Regions from separate parts of the Arachis hypogaea genome. Here region 2 is linked to region 1. Evidence: chromatin contacts called from public Hi-C data. All regions are on one chromosome and are shown on one strand. The core of a region is the stretch at or near the end of the contact, and the rest is flanking DNA. Distances in the headings are between cores, read along the strand shown. Region 1 holds the start of LOC112790519 (pro-cathepsin H). Region 2 holds the start of LOC112790520 (serine/threonine-protein kinase RIPK).

Region 1 (3,498 bases), core at 972-3,471:
GTTTGAAAACAACACAATTCTCTTTCAATTTCCATCATATCTCGCATAACACTAACAGTCTAACACTGTAACTTCAAACTACACAATGCACACTCTAAAAATTTAATGTTCACAAGAAAAAAATTTCTCAACTTGCTCTCAACCAATTCATACTTAGGAAACTAATGCCTATGTCTCTCAACTAGTTGTCGTTTTCGATGGATCTCATGAATCTAGACAACAAGTCTGATTTGTTAAAACTCGTTGTCATTGTTGCCATCTCTTTCCTCTTCTGCCCTAACATCTCCATGACCACATTGTCCACCATTCCAATCGCTTCTTTCAGCTTCTTCTCTGAACCAATGTTCAGTAATCGCTTCAGTTTTCATATGAACGGCAACGGGGACATTGCTCGTTGTAATAGCTTGGATGCGAGGTCGAAGCTGTCTGCCAACTTGGACTCCGGAAAAGAAGGAATGAAGCACCCAGTGTCTATTTCAAATGAGAATTTGCATATGATGTCGAAGGAGAATCTTCTCATAATGTCCTAATGTCCAACAATCTATATTGCTTGCCGGAGAGTGGAGAAAGGCGCACCCTTGGAGTAGTTATGGAACTTGGTCTTGAGGATGTCGTGGACGTTGTCGAGGTTGGAGGTGATGTTATCAAAGACGTGGAAGTGGATGCTTTTGGTGGGTGAAGTGCAGAGGAGGTGGATGCACCAGTCACAAAGATTTAAGAAGTGTATGGTCCATGACATGTTGAGGTAGGTGCGACACGTGTGACAATTACACCATGGCTTAATCTTGGAGCTAAAGAGGAGGAAGGAAAAGATGGAAAAGAAGACTGTGAAGGTGAAGAAGGAGAGTATGGATGTTAGGGTTATGCGAGATATGATAAAAATTGGAGAAGAACAATGTCGTTTTCGAATAAAAGGATCAGGGATCATTTTGACCCTTATTAGAGTTGTCAGGGATCATTTTGTCTTCCGTTAGAGTTAACGGAACTAAAGACCTAAGTGGCTGACAGAATTAATTGTTAGTAACCAATCGAGTAATTAATTTTAGTTAGGGACTAAAATGTCTGATTTAAAATTCTTTGGTTGGGTATATACTCAAAATTATTTTAAAGCACAATGAAAATTTCAAAAGTCGTTTAGATATTTAGGCCCAATTTGAATAAATAACTTAATTAAGTTACTTTTGAAAAAATATTTAAATAATAAATGATTATATTAAAAGTAGCTTATAAATGAGTTATTTTGTGTTTGAGTTTTTAGTTCTAAAAGTACTTATTTGATAGAAATATGGTAAAAAATAATAACATTATGAGAGAAGTCATTTTTTTCAAATTCTCTATAAGTTTTTAAATAGCTTTTTAAAAAGTTGCAATTTAATTTTTAAAATTATACCAAACATTAATACTACTACTTTTCATAAGTCAAAAGCTCAAAAAAGATATTTTGAAACTTCCACACGGCCTCATCCACTTTACTTGAAATTTTAGTTTTTCCTTAGAACGAAAATCAAACTCCTAGACATAAAACAAGATTGTTCAAGTTTGTTGCTTGTACAACAAAAACACATATAGAATATTCATTACCAAAACAAAACTCAGGTCCCGCAATGCTGTGATAGCCAAGAAATATCAAGAATTCCATATCACTACGTCATGGAACACGTTAGCAACCTTGCAGAGAGTTAAAAACCTCACCATCAGAAACGGAAAAAAAAAATCTTATTTGTTCATACATAAAAACTTCTGATGGATATGTGATATGTGGTTAATATACTAGTACTATTCATGTTGACTTATATGTTATTTTTACTAAATAATTAGGCATTAGAATAATTAAATCTACTATAATATATTGAATAATAAAATTTATAATAGATAGATAATCAAATTTATTTGTAATAGTATAATAAATTTTTTAAATAAGTTATCCAATACATATTTTTATACAAAATAATTAATTAGTGACTATCTTTTAGTGTTTATGTAATATGATTAAGCTAAAAGGATTGATCTTGTCATTTATTAAACATAATAAAAGGAGGAGTTAACTATGAATTCAACTAAGTATTTATTTATTAATCAAAATTCTTTTTTAGTAAAAATAAAGTTGAATGAATAATAAAGATTATAACTATTTTTTTTAAAAAAAAATTCATATTACACATAATATTTTTAATTCTTAATTTTTTCTATTATAAAAAAAAATCTCACTTTTCATTAGAAAAAACATTCTTCACTATAACACGATACTTATTAATTATTGTATGCATTTTAACCTGAACTATTAAGATATTTATCATAATTTTTATCAATGGAATAATACCCTTAAATGAATGTAACAGGCATTCTGGAAGTATGCATAAAAATTATGGATTATGGCCTTGAATAAGACCCAGTGATCTTTCCAAGACGAAGGGTATTTTGGTCAATTTAAATACTCTGCAACAGCCAATAAAATTATAAAAATGAATCCCATTCGAATATCCTATTCCTTCCTACCCCAACTTCTTCGGGATTACATCACACAACACTAACACACCTTCACAGCACACACAACATTATGGCGTGCTCATCGTCAACGCCGGCGGCGTGGTGGTTCACCATCGCGGTATTGTTCTTTGTCGTCGCCGCCGCATCGGCCGGGTGGATCTCCGATGATCCGAACCCAATCCGAATGGTGCCAGACGAGCTCCGAGAAGTGGAGGCGGAGGTGGTTAGGGTCGTCGGGCGAACCCGGCACGCTCTCTCTTTCGCTCGGTTCGCCGTCAGACATGGAAAACGATATGAGAGTCCCGAAGAGCTGAAGATGCGATTTGAAGTGTTCTCTGAGAACAAGAGGCTCATAAGATCTACTAACAGAAAGCGATTGTCGTACACTCTCGCCGTTAACCGTAAGTTACTCTCTGCTTCTTCTTTTTTTGTTGATGTGTTAGTTTCTGCCGTTGGATTGTGGTTAGTTGTGTGTTTTCCCTTATGGGAGAGTCCTACCATACCATTCTCTTGTTATTTGAGTCAAGAGCTACGATGTAACTTAGTTGTTGCATCTTATTATGGTAAGCTTTTAAGAAAAATAAGCTCAAAATAAATCAGTTATATATATAAATAGCTCAAAATAAATCCAATTTGATGCGAGTAAAATAATCTAAAATTTTTACACAGTCACAACTGTTCTCATTCATACAATCAGTGTGAAAAAGTATTTTACTTTTGCTAGGTGACTTTACCTAAGTAAATGCACGACTAAAATTGCTTAACCTGAAAGTGCATTAAAGTTAAACTTTATAAATATGTGTCTCTGTGAGAGATTTTATTTCTGGTAGTAAAATTTTATAAGAGCAATATTTATATAAAAGTATATATCTATTTTGGTCTTCAAAAAATTTTAGATTGGACAATTTAGTCCTCAACTAAAATTAATTACTCGATTGGTCTCTAACAATTAATTCAGTCAGTCACTTAGGTCCTTTACTCTGTTAACTCTAACGGAGGACAAAATAATCC
Region 2 (3,590 bases), core at 490-2,989, 460 kb before region 1:
TATGTATATATATTTAGAATTGTAGCACAGCAAATAAAAAAAAGTTAGAATTGAATAAGAAATAAAATATACCTGTCATGACATATTCCGGGGCAGCATAGCCTTGGGTTCCCATAACACGAGTTGAAACGTGGGTGTCATCTCCTTCAGGACCATCCTTTGCTAACCCAAAATCAGATAGTTTTGCATTGTAATCCTAAAACCATAATTCATATATTGAATGAGTTCAATAAATAATTATTCTAATGGCGAGAGAGAGAGAGAGAGAGAGAAATTATTTATATATTATTGATGCTTACAGAGTCTAACAATATGTTTGAAGCTTTGAAATCTCTATAGATGACTTGCTTCTCTGCCTCATGGAGAAAGGTTAAACCCTTTGCAGCTCCAACAGCAATTTTCATTCTTGTTGACCAGGGCAATGATGCTGAGAATCCTGGAAAAAAAAAACAAGTAAATTAATTAATCCAATATGAAGATTATTATTGAAAGAAAATTAATTATTTAGCTAATATCTTACTTCTAAATAGTTGATTTTCTAAGCTGCCTCTTGGTAAGTATTCATATACCAAAAGCCTATGATCTTCTTCACAGCAATATCCAATCAGCTTCACAAGGTGTGGATGCCTTAGTTGACCCAGGAAAACCACTTCAGTCTGTTGCAAATTAAAACCAAAACAAGCAAGGTTAGAACTTAGAACCCACAAGTCAAAAAACACTAATTATTACCATAAATTCATAATTAACCACTTATTATATCATTAATCACCAAGGTATTATATTTATAATAATGGGATCAATTACACTTTTATATTAAAAAATTTGGCAGTATTGTCCGCATACAATAACATTTTATTTGCAAAGGTAGGTATAAAATCGACTTCCGATCCCTTGATTATATTATTTAATTAATATAATATTGAATATTAATATATACATACCAACCACTCTTTATGGCCTTGGGAGCCATCCAAGTCCAAGAGCTTAACAGCAACAGGCTGAGGCTTAAGGCCATGCCTAAGCTTATCATCAATGAAGCCCTTGTGAACCGGTCCGAACCCGCCTTCGCCAAGGAAGTTACTGGACGAGAAATGCTGAGTGATGAGCTTGAGCTCAGCCAGCGTGAAGACATGCAGGTTTGTTCCCGCCAGCGACATCGACAGATCCTCCGAGAATGTTGTGCTTGGGAAGCTCAAGTCACTCACTGATATCCTCTGCGAACATATTGGCTTCGTCGAAACCACTCTCTTCGGCTTTCTTGATGGGTACTCTCCTTTGTAACATCCCGGCAACATTGATTTCCATATTCCTTTCATGAATGTCATTCTTCTTCTTTCTTCAATCAATGAATCGATATGATATGATACTAGTGTATATTTATATATATGGTGATGCACTTGGTGGGAATATGAGAGTGTTAGGTAAGAAGGATCGAGAGAGATAGTGTGTGGTAAGGTGGAAATGGAAAATGGGGTTTTGGACTTTTCAAGAGAGAATGTAAATTAAAATAAAGAGAGTTCTAATATTCAAAATCTTCAACTGCACCAAGAGAAAATGGAGAGGCTTTTCTACCTTCTTTCGTTGGTTGATTTTTTCTCCATCTAGGTTCTAATTTCTTTTTTATTAGTTGTGTAGGTATATGCAATTTGGAATACTTGCACTCTTTAATTGTGTCTGCGTGTATATTTATAGAAAGAGAGAAGTTTTCGATACTTGCATGCAGTGGTTGTTTGGCAAGCAAGAAAAGACCAAAAGATTTGAACAACTTAATTAATTAAGATTTTGATTATTATTATTTGATTTAAATGGGAAACCCCAAGTCTACGATGTAATTATCAAAGCAAAATGACATGCCTACCCTCCGTTCCTTGACTTTGATGCATTAATGGTTATAAGTTTGGAAAAGGAGGAACTTTTTCGGCTCGTCTTCTTATCTTATTATATATGTAATAATTTGCAACCTTTCCGATTTCAAAAGCACCTTCAAGAATATTTCCTCTAATTTTCCAAAGGGATAGATGTGACATAAACTACAAAGTCCTGCAAAGCTGCACTTTCTTCGGACCAAAATATTTTCATACGGCAAATAATAATCATTTAAAAATCCTATTTTTACTCCCTACCCCTTCGCTTAACTCGTGGGTTATCGTTGACCTTCTTCCAACATATGCTGTTTAAAGAGGAGTTCTAGTAGCCCCGAAAAATATATCGAGAAAAAAAAGGAGAACAAACAACCAGAAGAATAAAAAATTGTTTTTTTTATCAAAGATAAAATCTCCGCTCTAAATGAATATAAAAAGACTATGTCATTTGAGTTATAATTTATTGACAAAAAATTATTTTTCTTATTATGTATATATATGTTTTACTATATATTAAACTCACTTGACATTTTTGTTTTTTACCATTATTATTTGATTGAACGTAATTCTCAACTGGGATCAGGGTAAAATCACACCAAATCTAAATAGATAAATGTTAAAAAAGTTAGGTCTACAATAAATGTGAATTCCGAAACATTTTTCACATACGTTCCATTCCATTTCCCTAGTCCTCTACTCAAAAGGCCAATTTCGTGAATCAAGGAGATTATATGTGTATAGCATTTTATTTACATGTTTATTTTTCTTATGCGTGTTTGTTCTTCAGCGTATTGAAAATAAAATCCTTGGTTGGTCAACTTCAGCATAGAGTTGGTTTGCGGTTTCTAGAAGATGATGCAGCTCAAATACAAATTAATTAATGCAACTTGTTCAGTTGTCTTAAATAAATACAAAAAATGACGAAACAACAAATTATGGCCTAGCTTTCAAGTTAGCCAGGCATGACAGTAATAGCCAGTCCAAGTATATGCCTTTTCTGGAAGCATGCTCGCCCAATGAAATTAAACAGTAATGATTGAGGAACAATAAAAAATTAGTCTAAATTTATTTTAATTTATTTAGTATTCATTAATTATTATTAAAATTAATAAATAGTAAATAAAATAAATTTAAACCGTTTAAATTTATTTTTTATTAATTTTTTATCAATATCGAAAGTTAAATTTAAATTAAATCAAAAATCAAATAAGACTTAAATTCGACCAACATAAATCAAGCTAAAATTTTACTTATAGATTTTCTATCATTTATTATAATACTATAATAGAGAGGAAAAAAACTTTGTCACAAGTATATATTTTTATTCAATAATATTTTGTATTCATGTAATTTTTTTAACCAAGTCAACTAAATTCTTTTTGGATAATGCGTCTCCTATCTTTTAACGTAAAACTTCTTCCTCAATGCTGCAGAGATTCTCTTTCTCAACGTAGAGCTTCTTCTTTCTTAATGTAGAGTTTCTCGTCGTTCTTCTCTGCTCTAATTTCTCTATTTTTCTTCTTCGTTTTCTTCAACGTAAAACTTCATTTTCTTTTTCGTTTTCTTCTTCAATCTGTATTGCATTTATATTCTTCATTTTCTTCTTCGTTTTCAAATTTCAGATTTCTTCTTCGTTTTTAAATTTCAATAGCGTATCAAAATAATGAATGATTCAACTTCAAATCAGTTGAATGAGAATGATTTGAATTATTCTTCTGAATCGAATCA

The links. A called contact is a pair of places that touch in the nucleus more often than the background predicts.
Region 2: a contact with region 1 is called in a Hi-C map of leaf, with 1.9 times the contacts expected there. The contact joins the promoter of LOC112790520 here to the promoter of LOC112790519 in region 1. A contact is called at or near these places in 2 of 8 Hi-C or Micro-C datasets (both in leaf).

The regions. Positions count from the first base shown.
Region 1 is chr3:48,239,552-48,243,049 of arahy.Tifrunner.gnm2.J5K5, reverse strand. It overlaps LOC112790519 (pro-cathepsin H), which reads left to right and starts at 2,221. Exons shown (of 7, transcript XM_025832958.2): 1 at 2,221-2,888. The coding sequence starts at 2,558.
Region 2 is chr3:48,695,753-48,699,342 of arahy.Tifrunner.gnm2.J5K5, reverse strand. It overlaps LOC112790520 (serine/threonine-protein kinase RIPK), which reads right to left and starts at 1,739. Exons shown (of 5, transcript XM_025832959.3): 1 at 942-1,739; 2 at 521-656; 3 at 300-436; 4 at 73-196. The coding sequence starts at 1,325.